3 separate regions of the Zea mays genome follow, and all the other regions are linked to region 1. The links are chromatin contacts, called in public Hi-C maps. All regions are on one chromosome and are shown on one strand. Each heading gives the region's core, a stretch centred on a gene start, on an enhancer-like site or on the middle of the called end of the contact. The rest is flanking DNA. Distances are from core to core; before and after follow the strand shown.

Region 1 (2,732 bases), core at 70-2,569:
GCTAGATTCAATGTCTTTGCTCAAGCAAGTCATGCCATGGCTTAACACTCACTATCTAATTTTGTACTGTCAAAACTATATATACATGTGTACATTTTGCCTAAAATACGTATAAAGTTAGACCCTATCGTGAGTCCGTGAGTACAAAGGAACGAATCGTAAGACGACTTGAACTCCGAACATGAATCAGAAGGGCAAGCCTCCCTGCAGATTATGTTGAATAGCATAATATGTTCAGGCCGTGCTCAACACAGCGTGGGTGAGATTGCACTATTTACGGGATGAGATAGTATTTTCTGCTATCTCTTCTATCTATCTACATCAGTTTTAATCGTTGTCCTACTCCCGCACATTTAAATGATAATAAAGTTAAAATTATGCTCAAATAGATATTTGAGCTATAATTGCTGGTTCCAAATCAATATTCACACCCACCAAACTAACCCACCAAACTAACAGAACACACGTATCTATGTTTTATATTCTATATTTAAACATAAATGCTTGTTTGAGAGTAATAGAACTAGAGAAGATTGAAGGGGCTAATACCTTTTTACTATTTAATTTTAAAAAGTAAGGTGATTTTAGCCTCATTTGATTCCCTCCAATCCCCTTCTCCCAAACAATGCCTAAATGGAAACCGTAACAACACATGAGAACTTTGCTAGTCTCTACTCCTTTAAAGTACCAGTTTCGTGTATTATTTGTGAAGCGCATAGATCCGTTCCTCTTCATGCTTCTCGCATACCCACACGCAACACATCGCTCTCATATAGTACCATCTCGCTAGAAGGCGACGAGCGACTGAGCGAGCTATAAAAAAGCTGATACATTTTTTCGGTCTTCTGACTAAAATAAAATGTAATGCTTGTTTTATCATTTTAAAATCTGATATTAAATTTGTTTTTTATGGATATAAAATTTGATTGTGTGCTGTTTTTGTATTCGTAGATTATCATACCGCACTCTGCACTCTGTGTTTTGCTCGTATTCAAGGCTAAAAAACGTACAAGGCAAGCGCAAAAAGAGGCCCAGCTAGTGCAGGGACGACACAAAGGCTGGCCGGCCTGGGAATGCATGGGCTGGGCTCTTGTATAAACTTGCAGCAAACGAATCAATCATGGTACTCCAATGTTAGCTCTCCTTGGCCCAATTAATAACGGATAGGCGGAAAAGAAGCAAGCCTAGCCGGCAACGGCAAGCCCGAAGGCGTTTTCTTCCATGTCCAAGATGCACGCTGGGTAGCAAGCAACCGCCGCCGGCCGTCAAGTCGGCAACCGCCACAGCAGGAGCGCGTCCGTACATTACATATCGCCCCCGCTCCCTTCGCAAATGCAACTTCCACTTCCCTCGTCGCCCAGCCTCCCCGATCGATCAATCCTTGGTGGTTCGCCATGGCCACTCCGGTCCGGCCTGCCGCGGCTGCTCCTGCTCGTCGTCCTCCGCAGCCACTGCCGCTGCCGGCGGCGCCCCACCACGACACGATGCTCACGCTGTCTCTCGCGCTTCCGCTTCCGCTTCCGCCTCCCGTGTTCGTCGTCCGCGCGCTCTCCCCCGACGGCGGCGGCGTCGCTCGGGTGCGGTCGTCGCCCACGGGGGACGACACGCCGCCGTGCACCGAGTGCGGCAAGCGGTTCCCGTCGTGGAAGGCGCTGTTCGGCCACATGCGGTGCCACCCGGAGCGTCAGTGGCGCGGGATGACGCCACCGCACTTCCGCCAACACCGGACCGTCGTGGCCGCCGCGGACCTGCAGTTCACCGAGCAGGAGCGCGAGACCGCCACGAGCCTGCTCATGCTCGGCGGCGGACGCCCCGCCGGCGCTGGCAAGGGCAAGAAGAGTGTCCTTGGCGCCTCGCCTAGCGCCAAGAAGGTGACCTGCGGCGCCAGCAAGTCGGCTTCTTCGCCGCCGCCCACCGTTCCAAGGTGTGACGACGACCACAAGTGTAGCGTCTGCGCTCGGGGGTTCGCGACCGGGCAGGCTCTCGGCGGGCACAAACGGTGCCACTGGGAGAGGACGACGGCATGCGCGGAGGGGACGACGACGGTGGCTGCGATCGCAACACCTGGCGCCTGCAGCCCGTCGGCAACGTCGTCGTCACAAGCGGCGCCGGCCACCACGCTGGACCTCAACCTGCCGCCGCCATTGCCACAAAAGAGCGATGGATATGGCAGCTTGGACGCGACGTTAGATCTGAAGCTTGGGATATAGAGAGCTAGCTTTGCTGGCTAGCTAGGTTCGTCTTTGTCTGTGTCTTCTCTTGACACCCTGATTCAGGAAAAATCAGCAAGTTTTTCTGATCTATCTGAATCGGCGGCTTGTTTTATCTGGACTGAAACTGAAGTCTCCAGTGGTGTACTACTAAGTCTGTACATATCCGTGTATATGTTGATATATATATAATGGAATCTATCTACCAAGAGACGAAGACAGGCCGTTGTGCCATTGCTTTATTTGCTTCTCTTTTAATTATAGATGGTCAAGTTAATCGTGTTAAATGGACTTAACTAGTGAACGGTATGATACAATCTGTATAGTGTTCATATTGGTACGGTACGGGGTTCAATGTCGTGTCGGAACTGACACCCCAACACTATAGACTAGTACGATTAGACACGACTTATATCAACCGATGATATGTGAATACGATTGTGTTGTGTGCATATAATTATGAATTGTGATTTGTTACAGGCACAACACTTATTAACAGTGTGTGATATTGTCGTGCTTAGT
Region 2 (2,732 bases), core at 151-2,650, 140 kb before region 1:
GACATGGTGGTGGCAGCAGACCAACCAAAATGGTCCTGCAGATGTTTTATGCATTTTCACCCCAGGATTCATGCCCAGTTGCACTTGCACACTGCAGCTAGCTAGCTAGCTGCTGCTCGTCGACCATGGATATGGAACCTCTGCTCTCTACACACCCATTGCAGCTAGAAGAATGAACTGCTCGCTCTCTCTGAGTCAGCATAACCAAACCTGGCCACGCCCTTACGAATCAACAAGATTTGAGTTTTGATGTACACCACCAGGTCACATATCGACCTTGTTCATACTTCATACTAACAACGGCAGTAATCGATGAAGTAATAAGCAACCGAGCATGACCAAGAACCAAAAAGGCATGGCGTCTCCATCCAAAGACAACAGCTGGGTGGCCGAGCAATCTTTAAACCACCCCGCCCTAAGCAGCCAAGGCGGCGGCCACGGCGATAGCGGCGGCGGCGGTCGCGAGCCACCGCGTGCGGCACGGGGCCGCCGCGTTCTTCTTGTAGTCCTTCCTCTGGTCGGCCGGCGAGGCGTCGGCGGCGGCCGGGCCAGGCGCGTCCGCTCCGCGCCGCCGCTGGTGCCGCGTCCGCTTGGCGGACCTAGGCGCCAGCGCCGGCGCCGGCGCGGGCGCAGGGGTCGGCGCGTCCGCCACGGGGTCGAACAGCTCCACGGGCTCCAGCACCGCGTCCACGGCGTAGATGGCGACGGGGTCCCTGTCGTAGACGGTGGAGCGCACGCGGGCCGGCGCGTCGGCCGCCGGCGTCCGCAGCGTCACCTGGTCGCCCGCGTTCTGCACCGTCAGGTTGTAGTTGCTGGCGGCGCCGTCGGTGGCCAGCGTGTTCATGGGCCCGTTGCTGGATTTCAGGCCCCGCAGCGTGTAGTACACGGGCACCGCGTGGAACAGCAGCAGCGACGCCTTGCCGTCCGCGCTCAGGTTCCGGTAGCTGGGCATGAACCCGCGCACGGCCTCGTCCGTCGGGCAGAACGCCGTCACGCCGCCGCTCACCGCCGACTCGAACGCCGACAGAGCGTCGGGGGACTTGTCCAGCAGCGACGCGAACGCCTTGCACCCGCCCTTGGACATGAGCGCCGTGATGTTGGGCGTCGCCTTCGCCGCGGTGCCGCCGCCGGCGGCGGCGGCCGAGGCTAGCGGCAGGAGGAAGAGGAGCGCTAGCGCCCCCGCGGTGGTGGTGGCGGCGCCGAGTGGGGAGTGGCACATTGCGGCGCGTGGGAGTGAGCGGCAGGCAGATGGCAGCGGCCGACACTCCAGCAGCCGAGAGTGAAATGTCAGTGTGAGGACTGAGGTGATGGGCTGGCTTTGTGATTTTACAGAAAGAAATACCTTCACACAAACCAGACTTGTTGCTCAGCTCATCGCCACAAAGAAACCAGGCTAGAGGAAGGAGACAAAGAAATGAAAGAGGACGACAAAAGACAGGCTGGGAGTACGGCCGGAGAAGGGAGGGACCAGCCAGCAGCACAGGATACAGCTATTGTATGAATATTTTGAATTTCATGAGCACAAACAGATAACCATTTCCTGATTTCTAGCATTGCTTAAGATCTGCAGGAATGTTACCAGAGTTCAACCACTTTGCCACCGCTCCCCAAATTACTCTAGAGATAGAACATTTGAGAAACATATGATCCACAGATTCCATATGATCACAAAAAACATTAGGAAGCATCTCCATTCCGGTTTCTTTTGATCAAGTTATTTTTGGTTCAAAGCACATTATTTTCTAAGAACCACATAAAATTTTTTATCTTAGGAGGTATCATGGTTTCGAAAACCAGAGAACAATGAGATTTGTTCGGCTGAGAGCTCGCAGACTCACTCGGAATGGTGAGTCTCTGGGACTCGGTGAGAGATCTAAGACATGTGGTTTATATTAGTTCGAGTTCGCACCCTACTCCAGTATAGTGTTAGTCGTAGTATTGCTTCCCTTTTATATCTCAAGGGTAGGACGTTATAGTGGGACTTGTACTCTACTGGAAAGAGAGAGAGAGAGAGATCTGCTCCCTGGGTTGGCGTGGTGGGTCCTTCGTAGGGTCGTGCGTAGCTGTACTCCTGACACGGCATCGTCCTTTCCTGTTGCTTTGGCTCTTGTAGCGAGTCCATCGCTGACATATTTGTAATGGGTTCCACGGATCAGTCTTAAAGTGCGGTCGTATGGGGCGTGGCTTCTCCTGTTGTCATGGGCCTTCATCACCTGCCAGCGTGCACAGGCGCACACTCGGTATGGTGCACCGTTTCGTCGTACCGATGTACGAGTCACTGTAGAGACCCAAGTGCCCATTCGATGTGTTGTGCCACCAACCACTTCCTAGTTGTTGCCCACTTTTTGCCAACCGCGGACGTTCCGCGCTCCTGGCCCAGACGGTCCGCCCCTGCACATCAACGACTAAAATCACAATTATCAATAGTAATGGCTATATCAACGACTATAAGTGCATTAAATGCGTCGTCAGATGTCAAATAAAGCCATCGCGGACAGTTCGGCCGTGCACCCTAGACAGTCCGTGAGAACACTATAATTCCTTTTTACCGAACTTGGCACTTTCGGGTTTCTCTGGTTTCCAATGGGCAGACGATCCACGCTTGAGGCCAGACAGTCCGCACATGGTGTTGGACGGTACCCACTTATCTGTCGAACAATCCGTAGTAGGGATGTGAGTTTTGCACAGTTTCTGCCCAAGGCTCACCGAGGTGTCGCAGACGGTCCGTCGGA
Region 3 (2,732 bases), core at 169-2,668, 130 kb after region 1:
GATATCTGGATTTGCGCGATGGTATTATTGGGATTTGGAAGCGGCGAGGAAGTGGTGAGGCCGGAGTAGTTAATGCGGATCGAGGCGGAGGGGAGGTGGGTGGGCATGAGGATACCTGAGAGCAAGGACAGCGACGTTGAGGATGCCGGTGATGTAGGCGGCTGCGCCACCAAACCCTAGACCCTAATCTCCATGGTAGAGGCGAACGCAGAGCGAGACAAAAGAAGACGCGTACCAGAGAGATGGGGAGGCCGAGGTCCAGTTCCCACCGACGCCGCAGTCGGTGCCGCCCTTGCTCGCGTCGTAGAGGAGAGAAGTGGTGGAGTTAGGACGTGGCTGTGGACCTCTCACCACCACCAACCCGAGTGGCCGAGAGCGAGCCGCGTCGAGATCATGGTGGCGGCCCAACGACCGTGTCCGGCGCGATCTGGTGAAGCCGAGCAGGTTGGGGAAGAAGCGAGACGAGAGGGACGGAGAGAGAGGGAGGGGGAGAGGGCGGCGGCGTCGGTTCCAGAGAGGGAGAGGTTGCTCGTGGCGTCGGTTCCAGAGAGGGAGGACACACGCGGGCGGATGGATTGCGAGCGGCTAGCGCGGGCGACTACCGTGACACGGACGGTCGAGATCGATTAACGACAACACGGACGGTCGAGATCGATTAACGGCAGAACGGCAGAACGAGGGAGGCAGACTACTATTGCTTACTTAATAAGTAGTACAGATATTCAGGCAATGATATGACGAAAATACAGCATGTATGCATGATCATGGCAGGATTGCCGGCCGGAACAACCTGAAAGAGTGAGCTGGGTGAAGGGACCCAATATATAGTGGCCATGCATGACAGCCAAAGCCAACTCCATTTCCATGTCGCCGGCACAGCTTACACTGGATCCAATCCTCAGCAGCAGGACCCGGCCGGACAGAAATCATGGATGGAACACCCAATTTACATGGACCATGCATGTCGTATGCACAAAAAAAGGGACTAAAGTCTAAAGAGAGGGTGTTTGTTCGAAAAAAATAAAAGAAGGAAATCTTATATTTCATTGCAATATAGTAGATTAATAGTAGTAGTAGTAATATTGATAATGGTATGATCTTACACTCCATATTTAGCAACAAGCAATTAAGCATTGGCATAGTACAAAGCCCAAATCTCTGGACATTTATAGCCCCGGATCAAAGAAAGGCAATGCAGGAATTACATGTATTGATCTTTTAGGAAGAATACTTGTAAAAAGTAGGACCTCACGTGCTTTCCTTTGTGTGGTCACGTGACAGCCTTCCTCTCCCGGCGAGGCAACTCCGCGGCTCCGCCCCCTAATTCCGCGCCAATCTTTAACCCCCTCTCCCCTTCCCCTCCGATAAACCCCGGAGGAGACTCGACTATTTCTACTCAGATCCCTGAAGAACACAACAATTCCATGCACGTCCTTCCGTGGTGCAGCTCCGAGCTGGAAACTTTCCAATTGGGCCTCTAAAACAATCTGCTGCCCGTGAAGTTGAAGCCCCCGGACCTCTCTCTCTCTCTCTCTCCCTCCCTTCCATCCAGGCTGCCACGCCGCCTCCACCTTACCGGCCGGCCGGAGATAAGAAGACCCTGATGCGGCTGCGGCCGCAGCGGCCGGAGGCCTGAGGTTGCTTGGTTGGATATGGGTGGAGTGACTTCGTCCGTGGCCTCTAAGATGGCCTTCTTCCCTCCCGACCCGCCGTCTTACGGCGTGGTGGACGAGGAGGACGAGGACGCGGCGTGCAACAAGGTGGCAACAACGAGGAGGGTGGCGATGACGGGCGTGCGGTGGAGCGTGGGCGTGGAGGCGAGGCGGGTGCGCACGCGGCGGGGCTCCGACATCATCGCCGTCTACGTGCGGCACCCCGGGGCTAGCCTCACCCTCCTCTTCTCCCACGGCAACGCCGCCGACCTCGGCAAGATGTACGGCATCTTCGTCGAGCTCAGCGAACGACTCCACGTCAACCTCATGGGGTGAGTGATGATGAAGCTCTGTCAGTGTGGTTGACTGCTTTCTCCGGCGATGCTTTTGACTTGGTTGGACGGAACCAAGATAGATTACTGCTTTATTTTTAGTTATTTCTGGAATGGAATGGATGATGATCTTGTGAAAAGAAACGAATTTTTTTTCCCGGGGAACAAATGGTCTTCTGAAAACTTATTATTGGGTTTTCTGCCTGAGTGATGAATTGAACATGATGAACGTAGTGATCATACATGTCCTTCTACTGTTATTGAGCTGGGCAATCATGTGCTGCTACTTCGATTCGCATCCATTGCTTTGATTAGCTTATAGTATATTTGATTTGAATGGGTAGTAGGGTTCGATTTCTTATTAAAGATTTATCATGCGCAATTGATACTCCTGATTCTTTTGCACTTGATACCCCTTATTTTTTAGGAACATCAGATTTTTGTCTGATTGATGAGAGAGGGGTGCGGCATGCTATTTGGCTAAGATTTTGTTTGCCATATATATATATATATATATATATATATATATATATATATATATATATATATATATATATATATATATATATATATATATTAGGTTGGTGCAACTGATGTAAATTTTGTTGGTGCTGTTACTGCTGCAGAAAATTCCATATTTTTTTTCTTACAATCATTTTACAATCGATTTAATGCCAATCTGACAATCCTCCACTTGTAAAAATATCGTGTTTGATTTTTCTTTCTTTTTTTTGTCTTTTGTCTCCGT

Evidence for each region. Hi-C and Micro-C count contacts between places; a contact is called where the count stands out from the background.
Region 2: a contact with region 1 is called in a Hi-C map of ear, with 2.5 times the contacts expected there. The contact joins the promoter of LOC100284757 here to the promoter of LOC100286013 in region 1. A contact is called at or near these places in 3 of 25 Hi-C or Micro-C datasets (ear, leaf and tassel).
Region 3: a contact with region 1 is called in a Hi-C map of leaf, with 7 times the contacts expected there. The contact joins the promoter of LOC100284035 here to the promoter of LOC100286013 in region 1. A contact is called at or near these places in 5 of 25 Hi-C or Micro-C datasets (bundle sheath, endosperm, leaf and 1 more).

The regions. Positions count from the first base shown.
Region 1 is chr4:203,622,777-203,625,508 of Zm-B73-REFERENCE-NAM-5.0, reverse strand. It overlaps LOC100286013 (zinc finger protein ZAT3), which reads left to right and starts at 1,319. Exons shown (of 1, transcript XM_020551970.2): 1 at 1,319-2,330. The coding sequence starts at 1,395. The coding sequence ends at 2,210.
Region 2 is chr4:203,762,728-203,765,459 of Zm-B73-REFERENCE-NAM-5.0, reverse strand. It overlaps LOC100284757 (fasciclin-like arabinogalactan protein 10), which reads right to left and starts at 1,400. Exons shown (of 1, transcript NM_001157652.2): 1 at 269-1,400. The coding sequence starts at 1,219. The coding sequence ends at 416.
Region 3 is chr4:203,492,872-203,495,603 of Zm-B73-REFERENCE-NAM-5.0, reverse strand. It overlaps LOC100284035, which reads left to right and starts at 1,418. Exons shown (of 6, transcript NM_001156933.2): 1 at 1,418-1,984. The coding sequence starts at 1,653.